2 separate regions of the Mus musculus genome follow, and region 1 is linked to region 2. The links are chromatin contacts, called in public HiChIP or PLAC-seq maps. All regions are on one chromosome and are shown on one strand. Each heading gives the region's core, a stretch centred on a gene start, on an enhancer-like site or on the middle of the called end of the contact. The rest is flanking DNA. Distances are from core to core; before and after follow the strand shown.

What was found. HiChIP or PLAC-seq counts read pairs in DNA pulled down with a chosen protein or histone mark.
Region 1: a contact with region 2 is called in an H3K4me3 HiChIP or PLAC-seq map of bone marrow-derived macrophages, with 3 times the contacts expected there. The contact joins the promoter of 9530062K07Rik here to the enhancer-like site in region 2. A contact is called at or near these places in 2 of 39 promoter capture datasets (hippocampal neurons and pre-B cells), 1 of 484 Hi-C or Micro-C datasets (regulatory T cells), 2 of 115 datasets of contacts at active chromatin or transcription factors (bone marrow-derived macrophages and embryonic stem cells) and 1 of 9 other capture datasets (liver).

Annotation. Positions count from the first base shown.
Region 1 is chr6:116,206,005-116,210,470 of GRCm38.p6, forward strand. It overlaps 9530062K07Rik (RIKEN cDNA 9530062K07 gene), which reads right to left and starts at 1,989. Exons shown (of 4, transcript NR_131013.1): 1 at 1,898-1,989; 2 at 1,150-1,253. Washc2 (WASH complex subunit 2`) reads left to right here and starts at 2,029. Exons shown (of 31, transcript NM_026585.3): 1 at 2,029-2,123; 2 at 2,203-2,325; 3 at 2,950-3,114. The coding sequence starts at 2,203.
Region 2 is chr6:115,692,357-115,696,361 of GRCm38.p6, forward strand. No RefSeq gene overlaps it. Among named protein-coding and RNA genes, the nearest start is that of Gm38879, 6.8 kb to the right of the region's middle. Within about 2 kb of position 2,420, at least 51 of the 459 cell types and tissues checked have an H3K27ac peak or open chromatin away from gene starts, as enhancers often do. A contact at or near this core is called in bone marrow-derived macrophages, where this site is marked.

The DNA.
Region 1 (4,466 bases), core at 739-3,238, 510 kb after region 2:
ATAAAGTTTACCACTATATTTAACCATAACTAGCCCTTAACTCTAACCTTAATCCCTAACCCTTAACCTGATCCTGACCCTCAACCCTAAGCCTAACTATAATTCTAGTTCTGACCCTAACCTTTTTTTTTTTTTTTTTTTTTTTTTGAGATATCATGCCACCATGCAGCTCTGACTGGCCTGGAACTCTCTATGTAGAGAAGTTGGAGCTCAAACTCACAGATAATCTGTCTACCTCTGCCTTTCAAGTATTAGGTCTCAAGGGGTTTGCTTACCTCAAACTGTATTCTAAACTCTATTAAAACTACTCTTAAGCTAACCTTAGTCAAACACCCTTCCCTAACACTAATACTAAGCTAAGACCAGGCTGCCTTCACACAAACATGTATCAGTTTAGATATGCCTCTTCAGGGTTGGGATAAAGAAATTGTGTGCTACCATACCCAGCTGTGTAATGAATATTAAGGCTGCCCTAATCCTAATTAAACCTTCATCTGTTACGCTCACCCTAAGACTAACGCTCTCCTAACCATAATTCACAACTATCTCAGCATTAACCGTAACACTAAATCCTAACTATAACCCTTCCTTTTATGAGTTGCTTCTGAGGTAATTTTTATTATAACAATAGAAAAATAACTAAGACAGCCACCTTAACCCTAACCCCCAAAATAGCACCATAACCACAATGTTAATCATAACCCTAAATCTAATGTCTATCTATAACACCTGCTCACCCTAACAGCAACACAGATACAATCACACTAATGCTACAGAAACCAACCTGAGCCTTTACCCTGGCTTTACTAGTTCACAGCTGACTACTTGCTCATAAGCAGTTAACTCCCCATTCCCTTCTTTCCTCAATCCCTGGCCCCCACCAACCTACTTCCTCTCTCTGGATTGATCCATTCTGGATATTTCATATAAATAGAATAACCTGTGCTCATGTATATGACTGACCTCTTTCAATTGAAGTATTTCTAGGTTAATTCATGCCCTATCATATATCAGCATTTTATTTCTTTTGGTGAATTGCGTGGTTCTACAGCATTTTGTTTATCCATTCGTCACCTGATGGACATTTAGATTGCTTCTGCTTTCTGGGTATGGATCAACACTACAGTGAAAATTCTTGCAGATTTTTACCTGAGCAGGTTTTCATTTGTCTTAGTTGCATACCAAAGAGAAATCTTTAATGAGGTTTCAACGGAGGTGGCCACAAAGCAAAATCTGAAAGTTGGAAAAATAATCTGCACAGGAGAAATGATAAGATCTAAGGTGAGCACTCACCATATACCAGGCACTATCTGTTTTAACACCTATTATCGCTTCTTTTTTATTTTTATTTTTCGAGACAGAGTTTCTCTCTGTGTAGACCAGGCTGGCCTCGAACTCAGAAATCCGCCTGCCTCTGCCTCCCAAGTGCTGGGATTAAAGGTGTGCGCCACCATGCCCGGCTGTATTGCTTCTTTAATATGCAGAAGAAAGCTTATAGAAGAAGCTAAGTAACTTGTTCTCGGGCACACAAAAAGGAAAGATAAGGGGTTATTTCTAAAAGTCAGTCTGGGCAAGACCAACTCAGAAAGGGGTCTGTTCACAAGGAAGTGCTAGTGGACAGCCAGGGGAGCTTTGGATTTCGATTTCTACCCCTCCACCTCCCGGCCTTGAATCTCAGCTGAGGGTTTCAAGAATTTCAAGCGGATCCACATTGAACTGAAACCAAACCGGTTAGCAGATGTACACATTGAGGGTCACTGTGGCCCTGGGCTAGTCTCACATCACATGCATAATCAATAAAGCCGCCGCACATCCAGGAAGTCGTCCTCCGCTCTCCTTCCTCTTCAGCTCCCACCTGGTAGGCCACGGGACTCCTCAGCATGGGCCCCACTGGTACCTTCCGCCTCTTTCGCACTAGCTGGCCGCTTAAACACCTTCTCTCTGGTCAAACCCAATTACCCAGGAGCTACTAACCCATAGCTCCCGATCAGAGGCTGCGCCCCAGGTCACGTGAGGACACCATCACGTGACGTGAACCATGTGATTACCACCGCGCTGGGTGGGCAGTGTAGTAGCCACTCCCGTAGTCACTTTGGAGCTTGCTGAGTGGCGGTGTCATCGTGGTGAGGACGGCGGCCCAGGAGGGCAGGGCTGGATCCTTCGCCCCAGACTCAGCTCTTCTTTTTGTCCTTCTCGCTGTAGATGAACCGGACGAGCCCCGACTCGGAGCGGCCTCCGGCATCCGAGCCGGTGTGGGAACGGCCCTGGTCGGTGGAGGAGATCCGCCGCAGCAGTCAGAACTGGTCTCTGGCGGCTGACGCCGGTGTGAGCGGGGGACCCGGGGCCAAGGGAGGGACAGAGTTGTAGTTACCCCTCCTCGGGGACACGCTTCCTCCAGTATTCAAAGGCGCAATCTCAGACACCGGGGAGGGCGGCCCTGTGGGCTTCTACCCAGCACTCTGCCGCGCAGACGCGGGTTTCCTTCCGTGCAGTGGCTTTTCAACCTTGCCCTCCACGCCATCCTGCTGAGCAGATTCTGTTTCTGCCCTCTCCAAGGACTGCTTTGTCTCTACGGAGGCCCTTCTGTATTAGAACTGGGGCTAAATGGGGCAGCACATATTTTTGAGTAGATCTGCTCACTTCGGGACCTAAGAGCTCAGAACTTTCATACAAGTGGGATTTGGGGTGTTTTGTCACACTATGTGGTCTCTGGAGCGTGACAACCAAACAGGGCTTTAAATCCCTGTAGAAATGTGATACTGGTTTTGTGTTCTGGACAAACTTATCTGATGAGCTTTCTTAATGCTTTCCAGGGTCACCTGACCTTAGATCAACAGTATCATCCCTTTTTCTTAACATAGGGGCAAAAGGGGAGGGGTTTTTTGTTTGTTTGTTTTGCTTTAAATCACATGTAGTGTTGATACTTGTGTATGTTTCTTTTCAAAATAGCTACTACAGTTTCTACAGGAATTCTCACAGCAGACTATCTCCAGGACTCATGAAATCAAGAAGCAGGTGGATGGATTAATTCAGGAGACCAAAGCCACACATTGTCGTCTGCATAATGTGTTCAATGACTTCCTCATGCTGTCTAATACCCAGTTCATTGAGAATGTGAGTTGTTTTATGGTATCTGACTTTCGAATAATCCCTTTTGGGGAGTAAGAACTATTGTCATTTATAATGATAATAAGGTTCTCTTCTAAGTTTTGGTGGATAGATTGGTTCTTGGTAACTGAAGCTCCTTTCTCTGAAATCAGTGTCTTTTATCAGTAAAGTTCATGGGTTTTACAAACCTTTAAAAACATCTAATAATAAGGTTTGCCTCGTGCTGGTTTTTCTGTTTTTAGTTTTGAGGGCAATTACCATTTGAGCAGAGTTGTGTGCCTCTCAAAAAAGCCACTGTGCTCATTCAGTATGGTCAGCTCTAAGCCTGGCTTGGCCTCACGTGCCCCACTTTTGCCTTCAGTCCCTAGAGACTTTATGTAGGTCCATCATGTCTCCCTCAGTTGTGTAAGTGAATGCAGATGTCTGCTTTGCATTTCGTCATCTACAGTTTTCTTTTTCTTCCTTTTCTTTTTTCTCCTTCTGTTTGTTTGAGACAGGGTTTCTCTGTGTAGCCCTGACCGTCCTGGAACTCACTCTGTAGACCAGGCTGGCCCGGAACTTACAGAAATCTACTTGCCTCTGCCTCCCAAGTACTGAGATTTAAGGTGTGGGCCACTACTGTCCCGCCAGCACCAGTTTTTCAATTTGGATGAATATATGACACAGAGTCACCAGTACAAATGCTGCTGGCCTTTAACTAAAGTGTATGTGAATTTTGTTTTCATAGTGAGTTCCTGCAATCTGCTAGGAATACACAGATAAATTATCTTGGTAGAATTACAATAGAAAAGACGCAGGCATGCCTGGAGCCATCTAGCAAAGGGAAAGGAATGTATTGAGAACAGGGGGTGGGGTGGGGGGCTGTGGGGGGAGCTTAGTTCATCTGATCCAAGAATATTTTTCTGAATTAATTTGTAGAAAGGCATTGGGGGGGGGCGGTTGTATTTTTTTTTTTTTTTTTTTTTAGCAGCTCAGGATTAGTTCTGACTAGTGTAGAACTTGCTATATAGACCAGGCTGGCCTTGAATTTGGAGAGAAATTCTCACCTCTGAGGTTACAGGCTTACAGCCCTACACCCAGCAGTGAGAAGAGAATTACTCAAGTCCACAGCATCCTGAAATTATTAGATGAGGATTATTAAACAATTTCATAAATGTTTAAGATCATAACCCCGTGATTTGGGATTGTAAAAGCAGCAGAGTGCCAAGTAGGCTGTTGCTGATGCATGTTTGCATAATTTAATAGTGTGAACTGGAGTGCCATACCTCACATTCCATCTTGTTTGAGACATGGGGTTTGGTGAGGACTCTTGTTCAGTGCTGCCTGTGCCAGCCTACCTGGCTCACTGAGCTGACTAG
Region 2 (4,005 bases), core at 1,170-3,669:
TAAACAGCATATGTTAACCTTCAGATATTAGCCTTTATTTAACCACAAGTAAAGACAGATAAGGATTAAGTTTCCCCAGCAATCATTTAAGCATAAAAAGTTAAGTTTTAGAGCTTACTGAGGCACAGAACAGCAAGAAAGCGTTAAGTCTCCAGGGTTAAGTAGTGTACAGAGAGTTTTATAAAGCAAAAATAAATCGCAGAGAGTTAAAGAAAAAAGAAGCCAGTGGTTTTCAGCCACAGAATAAGCAAGGGAGTGTTAAGTTTCCAGAAGCCATCAGTTTCTAGTCTCCAGTCGAGTCAGAGAGAATTAAAAGGCCGGAAATTATCAGTCCTTTGGCTTTTGTCCAACTCTGTGTTCCACCTCAGCTTGTCCCCTACGGCCAGGCAGGCCCCTGGCAGTGAGGGAAGGAGAGGTCATAGATATGAATAAAGTCACAGAGGGAGCATAAATTATTAAACGTGAAAAGATCAGCAGCATCATAGTAGGAGGAAACACACCATGAGACCCTGAGGCCACACCCCATTCCACCTCCCTTCCAAGTCAACATCAATAAAACATTTGTGTTCGGTGCTGGAGATGGAACCCAGGACCTGGAGGGCTCAGTAAGTGCTTTCCTACTGGCCCCCATGTCCATCTTCTTAAAGTATTTTTCTTTGTTGCTGCTTATTTATTTATTTATTCATTTATTTTTATGTGTTTGCCTGCATGTGTAGCACATGTGTGTAGTACCCAAGGAGGCCAGAAGAGGGCATCTGATCCCCTGTAACTGCCAGGTATGTGAGAAATCAAACCCAGGTCCTCGGCAAGAGCAGTCAGTGCTCTTAGCCACCGAGCCATCAGTCATCTCTCCAGCCCCATTGTTTTCTCTTTGCCTGTTTTTACACTGGGTCTCAAGCAGTTCAGGCTGTCCTTGAACTCATGAGGTAGCTAAGGACGACCTTAAACTCCTTCTAATCACCCTGCTTCCATCTCCCAAGTGCTAAGGTTAATAGGCTTGCACCACACCCAGCCAGGTGTGCACTGCTGCCTGGGAAAGGCTAAGGGTTAAAACCAGAGAGTCTGGCTGACCTTTTAAGATTCTTTGTGGTACCTGAGTGTTGCAACTATCTTGACTGTGCCTGCCCTCTCCTGTGGAAGGCTCAAGAAACCAGCTATAATTAAGAAAGAACCAATAGCTTGTGGTTAGCCACGTGTGACTGTGGTTTTGAGGCCTGGATCTGTCACCTGCTGCCTGTGTGACCGAGGGCAAAGGTGTTAACCTCTTGTTTGTTTCTGTTTATATGAGACAGAGTCTCATGTAGCCCAGGTTGCCTTCAAATTCCCTAAATATGACCTTGAATTCCTGATCCTTCTACCTCAGTCTTAGACCACAACACCAAGCTAAACGGTCCGTCTCTGAGCCTCAACTGTCCCCGTCTGTGAGAGGAGGATCACACAGGGCCTGTTTCATTGGGCTGCTATGGAAAAAAAAAAAAAAAAAAAAAAAAGAGGTGTGTTTGTATAAGGAAAGTATTTAGAACAATGCCTGGCACATAATACCACATAGTTGTGTTATTGTTATTGTTGTTGTTGTTACTGAAAGGTGACCCTAAAAGACTGGTTAGAAAGAGAACGCCTGCTCCTATAATCAGGAAACCAGACATGGTAGCCATCCCATATGAACCATAATCTTTAAAATGTACCATCTACATCAATCATCCAACTTTCTTCTAAGCTTGGCTTTATTATCTCCATTTTACTAAAAGAAAAAAGCAAAAGGTGGAGAGGTGAAGTGACCTGTCTAACATCACACTGCCAGGAGGCCCAGGGCCAAGACCGAAACCCAGGCCTGGGCAGGTTCTTTCCACATCTGCATGAAGCCATCTAACAGAGATGATCTTTTCTCAGCCTCCAGGAGCACCCTCTTGTCCACTGAGGCTGGAAAAACCCAGCCCAGTCCCAGATGCTGGGCCCCAACTGGAATATCTGCCAGGCTGCTATGCAGCCGTGTGATCAGCCGGTTTATAGAGAAGTTGGGGAACATTCTCACACCCCAGTCCCACCCTAAGGTTGGATTCCTCAGGCCGGAGTGGAGTCTTCACCCCTAAGAACTTGGCTAAGAAGCAGGGCACACATGGATGCTCAGGCCTGCCCAGAGGCTGGCCTCCTCTCCCTCTGCTCGAGGTTCAGGTCTGAGGCCCCTCCATACACCCACAAACTGCGGTGACCTGTTTCTAAATAGATCTCATTTGGGCCATGACTTTGAACACGTGCCAACAGGCACCAACCAAAAATAGACAGCTTACTGCACTGTTATTTTCATGACTTAAAAAAAAAAAACCTTGCAGAACATAGCAAGTATTTTTATCCTGGGCCTTGCCTAGAATAGCGACGCCTATTTACTGGGAGGGCGGAGACTGCGGTTGGTTTCAGGCTGGATCTGGGGGGGCCCTGTGGATGAGCGCAGGAGGATCCTCTGCCTCCTAGGGACCGGCCACAAGCTTGCAACTACTTTCACCTTTTCTCACAAATGAATAAGACCCTGGTTATCCTATATCCCACATTTTGGAAGGTCCTGGACCCGCTGGCCTTATCCCAAGCTTAGCTTCCGTGCTACGCACCTCAGCTGCCTCGACCAGAGCTGAGAATGCAGGTATCCACTGCTACTGCTCCTACGCTCCTACGAGGTGGCAACCCTCCTCCCTCGACCCGCGAGTGCTGGACTCACAAGCACGAACCTACATAGCCGGCTTCCACACTTTTTTGTTTTTGGTTTTTTGGTTTATTTTAAATACCAGAAAAACAAATATTTGTTTATATTGACAAAAAATAAGTAAGAGAAAGCTTGCATTCCCCAAAGTAAGCCATGTGTTGCTTACTTCTGGAGCCGTAAATCCGGGTGCATCTCATCTATGGCCCGAGTCAGGTGTTGAGTGACTCCATGCCTCTGCTCCCTCACCCCGGACTAGAGGCTAACAATAGCTTCGACCTCACGGGACAGGCATGTGCAGAGTGCTGGCTGGAAGCAGTCCCTTACACAAGACATGAGTTCTGTTAAAACAAAACAAAACAAAACAAAACAAAACAAGACAAAACCCTGTGCCCCCTGAACCCTCAGACCAGGGAAGGCAGAAGTGTATAGGTGGGGCACTCAGCTAGCCGCTGATGTGCTGGGAGGGCCAGTGCTGGGAAGCTTTTTAAGGTTTCACTGTAGCTCAGACTGAGGGAGAAGACTAAGGGGGAAGGGGGCTAGGGAGTTGGGCTTCAGCCACACACTCATGTGCCACCTGTTCAATTCTCCTGATTCCAGGAACCCTGACAGCCACTAGTTGACCCTCGGGGCAAGCAAATGTCCAGGTGTGCATTGCCCTTTAGAGGTGGTGGAGCCAATCCTGTGGGGATTTGTTTCTTCGTTTTACAGATGAGGACTCAGAGGCTCAGAGACGAAGAGTGATTTCCCCAAACATCACATAGTATCATTATACTTCATTAAGAGTGCAGAGTCAAACCAGGGAATTAAACCCAGGACCTTGAAGATGCTAGGCAAGGGCTCTACCCCTGAGGTACACTAAGATTGTTCCCCAGAGTGATTTTAGTGTGAATTAGTGTTGGTATGCTGTGGTCTCACTCTAAGCAATTTATCTATCTGTCTGTCTGTCTGTCTTTCTATCTATCTGTGTTTACACTGAGTACTACATCCATGCCCAGGAATATAAAGAATTGGCTGTCAAGAGGCTAAAGCAGACAGATCTCTGTGATTTTGAAGCAACCAGCTCTACGTAATGAATTCCAGGTCAACCAGGTTTATATAGTGAGTTCCTATTTTTTTAAAAAAGAGGAGGAGGCAGGAGGAGGAGAGTAGGAAGGGAAGGAGAGAGTCAGGGGGAAGAGGGGGGGGGGGGAGAAGGAGAGGGAGAAGAGGGAGAGAGAGAGAGAGAACGAACCATGAACAGAGGGAAACAGAGTGAAAAGTTTGTAGTATATGACACACCTGGGAGCATCATATGGAGGGAAATGAATATT